Linked DNA regions of Sus scrofa: all the other regions are linked to region 2. A link is a contact called in public Hi-C and HiChIP or PLAC-seq data. All regions are on one chromosome and are shown on one strand. Each heading gives the region's core, a stretch centred on a gene start, on an enhancer-like site or on the middle of the called end of the contact. The rest is flanking DNA. Distances are from core to core; before and after follow the strand shown. Region 1 overlaps LOC100512907 (a long non-coding RNA gene). Region 2 overlaps LOC100512907 (a long non-coding RNA gene). Region 3 overlaps LOC100512907 (a long non-coding RNA gene).

Region 1 (2,847 bases), core at 181-2,680, 200 kb before region 2:
AGAGCTGGGGGAAGGAACAGGTAATGAATGTGGAACATGGAGTGAGAGGATATGATGATAAAGATGAAATATTTTTGCTGTCTCATGGCCTCACCCTCCTGGCCGCATCTGGTTCCACCTTTGCACACACAGGATGCTCTTGGCAATTCTAGGCCTCAGGATGCTTAGCAGCTCTTGTCATCATGAGCCAAAGCCAGTTCTATCACCATGATTAGCTACATGTGGGGAACTTATCTATGACAATTAAAAAAAAAAGTCCACAATTGGCTTTCTCCTCTTGCCAGCCGGCCACTGTCTGTAGTCGTCAGTTAACGGCTGCTGAGGGAATATAAAATTTAAAGTCATTCTAAACTAAACTTAATTAGGGAGGGAAATTTGTTGCCAACTTACCACCCTCATATAATACAACTAAAACCAAATGTAAATGATTTTTGGATGATCCAAATTAGTTTTCTCTTCTGCCAACTACCTTGGAGCACCAAGATTAGAGAGTAATAACAACGCCTTCTAATTGGTAGGTTTTAGAAAGGATCCCTTTTGTCTTAGGAAAGGGCATTGGCAAGAATGCACTTTAGAAACACTCAAATATTTATTTTTGGATTTATGAGACGAGCATATTGCCTTCTAATTGGTTCCTCTATCACAGAGTGCTCAGATTTTCATGTCTTGCTTTTAATTTTTGTCTTGGTGAATTTTTATAACTTTGACAACACCCATTGCTTAGCATATGGGACAAAAGGAACTCTTTTTTCCTCCTCCTCTTTTTTTTTTTTTCTTTAAGGCATCTGAAACATCATTTTTTCCTTCCCTGTCTTCCTAAGCCCTGGATGACCTAAGGTCCTTGGTCAGATTCCTTTTTTCTTTGCTTCAGACATAACTGTCTTTCCCTTATATTGTGACCCGTGATTTGTATGGAGTCTCTGCAAGGAGAAGAGTGTATGTGGGTTGTGTATAAAAGATATAAGCTTTCCCATGTGGCAGGGAGGGAGAGGCTTAGGTGGGGGCATGCAGGAGAAATTAGATGATTCTGATTACATAGCCCCTAATTAGGGAGATCCCCCCTTCCCCTTGTCCCTTTGAATCTAATGAGCTTACCTTTGACCCAAGTTAATCGTGAAAAGGGCCAGGCTACAGTCACTTAATTTGCATGTTTTTGGCATCTAGGAAAGTATGGACTGGTGGGGGTGAGGGGGCTTGTCGGAGGCAAACCGAAAGAAGCTTGTAGACACTGAATTTGCTCAGAGTAGGTTATTAAATTTTTTTCTCTTTGTACATTATTAAATCTGTTGGAAAGAAACATCAGCTCAAGATCTGTCACTTTGGCTCCAGGCCAGCATGCCAAATTCTGTCATCTTTGCGGCATGGCCAAGCATCTTATTACATGTTATAATTCTGGTTTTGGGCTGAATCCAGCAATCCTGATACAACATCAGATGGTTAGGGCTGTGGAAAAGGAAAAGGGCTATATTCATCTCCAGGCAAGCTTTTGGGAGAAGTGTGAGAGCAGGATGCACATTGCACTTGTCTGGGGCAGGGATTTTTTTTTTTGTGGATGCCATAAACGTCTCTTCTGTGCTGCCTCGAATTTGAATTGCATTGTCAGTTTCTGTTGATACAGATTGATTTTAGATGGAAGACAAACTCGAGCCATGCTTCTGTTCTGGCCACAGCATCTCCCACCAGCTCTGTAGTTAGTAACAACCGTGAGAGCATTGTGAGCAGCACTGATGTGCTGACTTCATCGTCCTGAGCCTGGGGTCCCCTGATGATGTCTGGCCTCCATCCATCTGGGTGAGAGTGAAGCTGAGCTGTTCTATGTGCACTGGCCTAAGATTAACCATGGCAGGGTTAACTTGTTTCTCTTCTTCAACATTGCTTTAGAAGGGGAGGAAGTTGTGGGAGTAGAGAATGATTGAAAAAAATAGGAGGGGGAAAACCAATCGCATTCACTTCTTGAGTACAGAGAGCCTTGACCCTGTCTTCTGCAAGCCGTCTCTCCTTTCTGCTCTTAAAGGTTTAACAGATGAAGTCTTGGCTTTGGTTTGTCAGTGAAGGACTTTTCTGAAGCTCCAGAGACTGTTCAGCTTTGCAGGAAGCAGTGACATAAGGTCCCAGGCGTTCTCTCTTGCTTTCCACTTATTATTTTGGGATTGTCAGAAAACAGCCTGGGAGGAGAAAGAAGAGACAGAGGTGGTTCCCTCCCCCCGCCCCCCGCCCCAGTTTGGCTGCTGAATGAAAGCAGGCACTTTGTTTAGAAGTGAGTAGGGAGGAAAATGCAGCTTAGGGTTGACACCCTTCTGGTGCTTACCCATAAATATGAAATGGTGTTAGAACACCCGACTCCAGAGAGATTTCTGATTGGCTGTTGGTGATGTCATCTAGTCATTAATACTGTGCTCAGAAAATAAACCGATCCGCCTGTTTTCTTTCTTTTTCCTTCCCTCTTTTTTTTTTTTTTTTTTTTAAAGCTGAAATGTATAAAATCCATTTTGCAATCTAAAATGAGGCACTTCAGTCAGAGCGTTTTGAAAGAGTATTCCATTTCTCATGTGTTCAGAGTCGTTTTGGCCTTCACTTGAGAGCTGCAATAATCAACCACAAGTATTCAGCCTGTCTTGTCTTACTGCTTCAAAGTGAGACAGGCACGTTTCAACACCTGGGCACCAACAGTTGACATCTGCCCACATTAAGTGTTAGGGCAGTAGATGGGAATTTCTTCTTGTCAGCCTTTAAATGTCTTAGGATACTTGGAGCCAGAGTTGGCACTTCTGGGTATGGGAGGGATGTGGCTGGGTAATGAAAGGGACTTTAAAATTTTTCTTAAATCCTAATTTTATTTCTCTATCT
Region 2 (2,700 bases), core at 175-2,674:
GAGGACTTTCCCGGCCAAGGTGTACAATTGTTTTTAATGGGATTTGGGAGTTTGTGGAAAACAGCAGAAAGCCTGTCAATAAAAATCTAGAGAGCTGTTGGCAGTTTCTGTGACAGGAACTTGAAGCATCATGACAGGCTCCCCTCATGGCCTTGGGCACCAGGAAAAGCAGTGTCCTTTGCCAGAGGCCACTGTTGTGGCTCTATCACTTTGGGGTTCCCGTGCCATCTTGGGAGTGCCCAGTGGTGTGCCCAGGGATCTGCACAGAGAACAGTGGCCGTGGCATCTGATGCAGGTGGAGGTGAGGGATGGGAAGGTGAGAGTGGTCTGAGTTTCCGTAACCCCATCTGATTCTGTCAGGGGATGAGGCTTGGTTGTTATTGAGGTGTACGTGTGAGTAGTTAGAACTTGCTCATTTGGTTACTTCCAGACCCAAACAGGCATTTGAAATAGTAACTATGAATTATTAAAGGGCTATTCCTTTCCCAAGTCTTGGTGGATTTGTAGATGCAGTCTCAATCATTAAATTTGACTTCGAGCCACATAACTTCAGTTTCTTTAAGGAAGGAGTTTGGCAGATAGTGAGATAGACAGGACCACCTGGTTTTTGGAATGTTTTGAAATGGAACATTTTTTAATCTAGTGAGAAGAAAAAGAAATGGTCTTTTCACAGTATGTATGTTCTCGGAGTATAACGGCATCAACAGCTGACTCTTTGCTATCACCTCCTCCGGCTGGGCATGATTTGACAATGCTTTCTGTGTAATCACTTTCAGAACACCCACGTGAGGTAGGTATTGCTCTCTCCTCCGTTGCAGAGTGGAGAATAACTGATTCCAAAAAGGTTTCATAACTTGCCCAAGGTCACCCAGCTTAAAAGTGGTGAAGCTGGCATTTGAGCCCATGCAGCCTGCCTTCCCAGTTCCTGTTCTTAATCACCACGCTGCGTAAAGCTCCACATGCATGATGAAGGGATCCCTGAGAAAACATTTTGCAAATCAACTCTCCTTAAATGCGTTGCCTGTGAAGTAGAATGCCGTCCTCCAGTGAAGCCTCCTGGAAACGGTGGGCATTGGCTTGTTTGTTTTTGGCTGAGCCCAGGACATGCGGATGTTCCCGAGCCAAGGTGTACAGCTGCAGCATTCTTAGTTTTTAAATACAGATTTTAAAAATATATATCAGACTTATCTAAAATAGAGGCCAACATTAGGAAAAAATTAAGGCGTTGAGCTGCTCAGGAAATATGTACTAAATAAATGAATAGAATATTGTCTGGCAATTCAGCTGTTCTCATGTAGAGCAACTGCATCTTGACCCACGTCTTACTTTGAGCTTCATAAGCCATTCGGACTTTTCCCATAGACACGCCCATCTGATAGATGAGAAATCCAGGCAGGAAGCCTTGCAGAAAGGATCCAGGGTGTTTCTCCTTTGTTCCTGTGTGCAAGCTCTCTCTCTGAACCAGCTCCTAAGGTCCCAGTATTGATTCTGCCTTGACGCTCTGAGCTCGTTTTTTTGCAGTCCATCTTCCCAGTGTTTAAAACTCCAGTTTTCCTAAATAACTCCTGACTTTGGGGAGCCCTCAGAACCTCACAATCACTTGCTGTCTGGTTAGGAACATTTGGTGTGGGTCCTGCTCCCGTAAAACCCAGCCCCCTATCTGCCTCCTTGAATGACGTTTTGAAGCCAAATGTGCTAGTGCAGTGTCTTATTCAGAATTCCTTTTCCTGAGAGAGCTCTCTGGAGGTTTATATGGGCTAATAACTCCCCACCCACTTGACATTTTGCCCATTACATTATATGTTTCTTCCAAGGAACAAAAATATAACTCTCCCTTTCTGACAGCATGGGAGACATTCTCTTGCTGTTGCTCTCCAGGAAAAATCTCATAATCTAACTAGACAAACCCTTGCTGAAAAATTAGACCAAATGGCATTTGTAAACTCCAAGGAAAGCATTTTTCTTCTGTGAAGTATTCCCTAGCTGGAAGTGTTAGAAACTTTACATATAGTGATACCAGTTAAGTTCATGGAAAAAATGAAAGGCTATAAACAGCTGGATATATAGTCAAAAATGAACCCTTTTAACCTAATTTTTTCCCTAGGCCTGTGTGCTGAGAAACTTACAGTCTTCTTAATTCACGTGTGTGAGATGAATGAGAAAATCGAATGGATAAAGTTGACTTGCTAAAAGAAACACTGGGTAGCTGACTTGTTCTTTTTTTGCTGATTTGGTAACTTTAAATGAAGGAAATAATAAGTTGAATATTTATGTTGGGATCATGTGCCTGTGTATTTTCTCACATAAAAAAAATCAATCCACAGCAATGTATGTTTATTTTGTATGCCCAGTACCATTGGAGTGTGTGTGTGTGTGTGGTTATTTTTGGACTTGGAAACTCATTAGGCAGTGATATATCCCATTTTGAGAAGCAAATCTCTCTCTTTTGGGTTACCAGGGAATCATAAAGAGCCTAGAGATCTGTGGTGTTTGTTTTCAGTGTCCAATCAAATAGAAATGTTAGTTTTGGGGAGAAATTTGGTTACATAAGTGTGATTTTTAAATGAGATTCTTATATTTACTAATTAGCACTCTACTGTCTAATGCATCCTAATTTTCTCATGGCTTTTCTATGATGAGGACCCACTAGTGAAGGAATAAACTGAGCCAGTGGCTTATTTTATATATTTGTAGGCTCTA
Region 3 (2,700 bases), core at 19-2,518, 170 kb before region 2:
CTGGGTTAAAGGAATCATTCATTATTTTTTAACCTGCAAATTCCTCCTAACTCCTACCTCTGTAGCCGTTTAAACTCTGGTAAGGGGAGAAACTGATACCTAAGCACATGTAAGAAGATGAAGTCACTTATCGTGAAATGTCTTTAAACCTTTAATTATTATGAACAAAAGCTCTAGGTTCTTTGGAGCTTGGGGTGATGTTTTAGTTTTGTGGCCGTTGGAGTTTTTTGGGCTCTTAGATTGAGTCATCTTTTGAAGATCTAGAATAACATACCATCTACTACAAAGAAATGATGGCAGTGTTGGTCCTGACACACACACATTGGTATTCATAAAAGTATCTACAAGCTGCTTTATTTTGTTACTGCAGCAGGCCTGCAGCAAGTCTGTGCTGCCCAGGGACACTTGGAAGACAAGGTCACCATCCTGCTTTCGTGGGGCCATGGGCCTCTTCGGGCCAGTCCAAGGCTGAGGTACTAGACTCACAGTCATCCTGGTTCCTTAATGGAGACACTGCAGAAATGCAAAGAAACATGAGCTCTTGGCACCCAGTAGGTATTTAGCAAACGCTTGGAGGGTAGCCGATAGTAGGGGCATTGCTCATGGCAGAATTCTGCAGTAGGTGGTGGGTAATGCTACTTACCAGCCCAGCTGACACTGCCTCAGCTCACACTTTGTGATCCTGGGAGACAAGCTGCTGGCATTTACTCTTTGTTTGTAGGCTCAGCTTGGGGTAGGGGACTCTTGGCCACAGAGACTGAGTCTTGATCCATGGTGTCCCTCTTCTTTTGAAGGCTTTTTGTCATCTGAGGAGAGTTATCCTCTTGGTCTCTTGACCCAGTTTTGGCAAAGGATCGACAGTGAGCCTCATGCCCTGAAGGCCTCATACAGTTTAACTGGTATCAGGGCGCCGACTACATGCAAGCTACTCCCTCGCTTAAGAGCTTTAAAAATGAGATTTTTTTTTTTTCCTTTGAAATTTAAAAGAAAGTGGACTAAAAATGTGCTTGCTTTTCAACATAGATGGATTAGCTGGCATGGAGGGAAGGCCTGCCTTTGAAATCTATAGGCATCGTGTTGCAGGCCTGACCCCGTTGACCCTGGTGGATTAGTAATGGTCTACGCAGCCTGCTCTGTCAGCACGTCTGGCAGGGCTTGCACAGATGGTGCCAGTTGGAGAAAATCACCGCTGAACGTTGCACTGCAGCCTGGCTTTGGCCGAGGAGCTTTGGGAGGAGGAGCCGAGACTGGGTTTGTTTTCAGACGTGTTTCTGCCCAGCGTGTCGGAATCGACCTGCAAGGATGCCAGTCTGGGTGTAGGATGCATTTGCTGATTAGGACTTGAGTAATGCTCCCTTGTCATGGCTGAGGCCCTCCTGTGCTATCAAGCAGCTGGGGTTTCTAACAGTCTGTGGCCTTGGGGTTGTTCTGAAAGGGAATTTGAAACTAGAACTGACCTCATTGCAAGGAGGCAAGCATAATGCAATCCTTGTTTTCCTAGAGTCAATCAGCCTAAGGAAAATTCGAGTAGGCTGGAATGGGGGGCGGGGCACAGGGAGTCTTTAAAGTTTGAGTAATCACCTTAACGTGGGGGTAAAGAGAATTTTATTCTAGAGAGAAGCATACATGACCTCTGTCCTTGCAGCTGCCACCAGTGCCTGGGTCGTCAAGTGGTACCCTGAGAGTTTATAATTAACCCTCCTTGTGTTGGGATCAGTCATAGAAATGCTCCTTAAAGACACTGAGGAAAAGAACTTCATTGAGGTGTATGTAGTCTGTCCACAAAGTTGAACTGAGCTGAAACTGTAAGTCTGCTCTTCGAATGAGACCTTGTATTCTTGGAAAAATCTGCTCGGCCTTGCTTTGATAGTCCAGTATTAAGGAAGTGTATCCTCCTAAAATATTTGCATCTGAGCTATGTTTCAGCAGGTCGAGGCTGAACAGGCAAAAAAAAAAAAAAAAAAAAATCACCACTGCTGAACAGCAGGTGTGCAGCTGTCAGAAATGGCAGAGGGTCATTCAGTCAGTCAGTGGACTTTGACCATTTGTAACTTGATTTCGTGTTCTTTTTGTCACAGCTTGAAGTCCTCATCCAGGTTAGTTCTGGCTTTGCAACCTGTTACTGTTTAACAGACTGGTTGAACTCCTTTTGGGTTTGTTTTATGAAATATGTGGTTATTTCATTGTTGAAGAATTTTCCTCGGAGATGGTAATGTTGGGAGACGGGAGCTGCTTTTTTCAGTTCTTGCTTCAGAAAAGTTGACAGCGGCTTCCTGAAGGGCATTATTATTATTATTATTATTTTTTCCCCCAGTGACATAAGGAAGTGGATCCTGCATAGTGCATGCTAGTGCTTTCGAAATGGGCATATAGGGGCCTGGCCTGGGTGTGGGGAGTCGGGGCTCAGAAAGAAGGAAAAGGGCGTGACCTCCCGTGCATGGTGGGCGCACCTGCAGCACAGCAGTGCTTGCTGGAGTCTGGAAGGGAGAGCCTCAGGGAGGGTCTTTAATCTGACGGAAGTCTAGCTCTTCCTGGTTAATAGGGCATAGCTCAGGCCGGGATAGCTTTATGGACTAGACGTGAGGAAGGTCAAGGACTGCCAAGTGTGTGTGTGTGTTGGGGTGGGGAGGACACCGGGCGGGGGGTGATGAAATGCACTGGCAAGAGGAAGATGAGTTCAATTTTGAGCTGTTTGTACTT

What was found. A called contact is a pair of places that touch in the nucleus more often than the background predicts. HiChIP or PLAC-seq counts read pairs in DNA pulled down with a chosen protein or histone mark.
Region 1: a Hi-C map of fetal skeletal muscle shows a contact between it and region 2, with 1.4 times the contacts expected there. The contact joins two enhancer-like sites. A contact is called at or near these places in 2 of 47 Hi-C or Micro-C datasets (embryonic fibroblasts and fetal skeletal muscle) and 1 of 2 datasets of contacts at active chromatin or transcription factors (skeletal muscle).
Region 3: a contact with region 2 is called in an H3K27ac HiChIP or PLAC-seq map of skeletal muscle. The contact joins two enhancer-like sites. A contact is called at or near these places in 1 of 47 Hi-C or Micro-C datasets (embryonic fibroblasts) and 1 of 2 datasets of contacts at active chromatin or transcription factors (skeletal muscle).

Annotation. Positions count from the first base shown.
Region 1 is chr7:17,095,216-17,098,062 of Sscrofa11.1, forward strand. All of the region lies in intron 3 of LOC100512907 (a long non-coding RNA gene), which reads left to right. Among named protein-coding and RNA genes, the nearest start is that of SOX4, 210 kb to the left of the region's middle. Within about 2 kb of position 1,431, at least 15 of the 83 cell types and tissues checked have an H3K27ac peak or open chromatin away from gene starts, as enhancers often do. A contact at or near this core is called in fetal skeletal muscle, where this site is marked.
Region 2 is chr7:17,291,532-17,294,231 of Sscrofa11.1, forward strand. All of the region lies in intron 5 of LOC100512907 (a long non-coding RNA gene), which reads left to right. LOC110261655 (a long non-coding RNA gene) reads right to left here. Exons shown (of 2, transcript XR_002346098.1): 1 at 1-2,700. Among named protein-coding and RNA genes, the nearest start is that of PRL, 170 kb to the right of the region's middle. Within about 2 kb of position 1,425, at least 6 of the 83 cell types and tissues checked have an H3K27ac peak or open chromatin away from gene starts, as enhancers often do. A contact at or near this core is called in fetal skeletal muscle and skeletal muscle, where this site is marked.
Region 3 is chr7:17,120,218-17,122,917 of Sscrofa11.1, forward strand. All of the region lies in intron 3 of LOC100512907 (a long non-coding RNA gene), which reads left to right. Among named protein-coding and RNA genes, the nearest start is that of SOX4, 230 kb to the left of the region's middle. Within about 2 kb of position 1,269, at least 30 of the 83 cell types and tissues checked have an H3K27ac peak or open chromatin away from gene starts, as enhancers often do. A contact at or near this core is called in skeletal muscle, where this site is marked.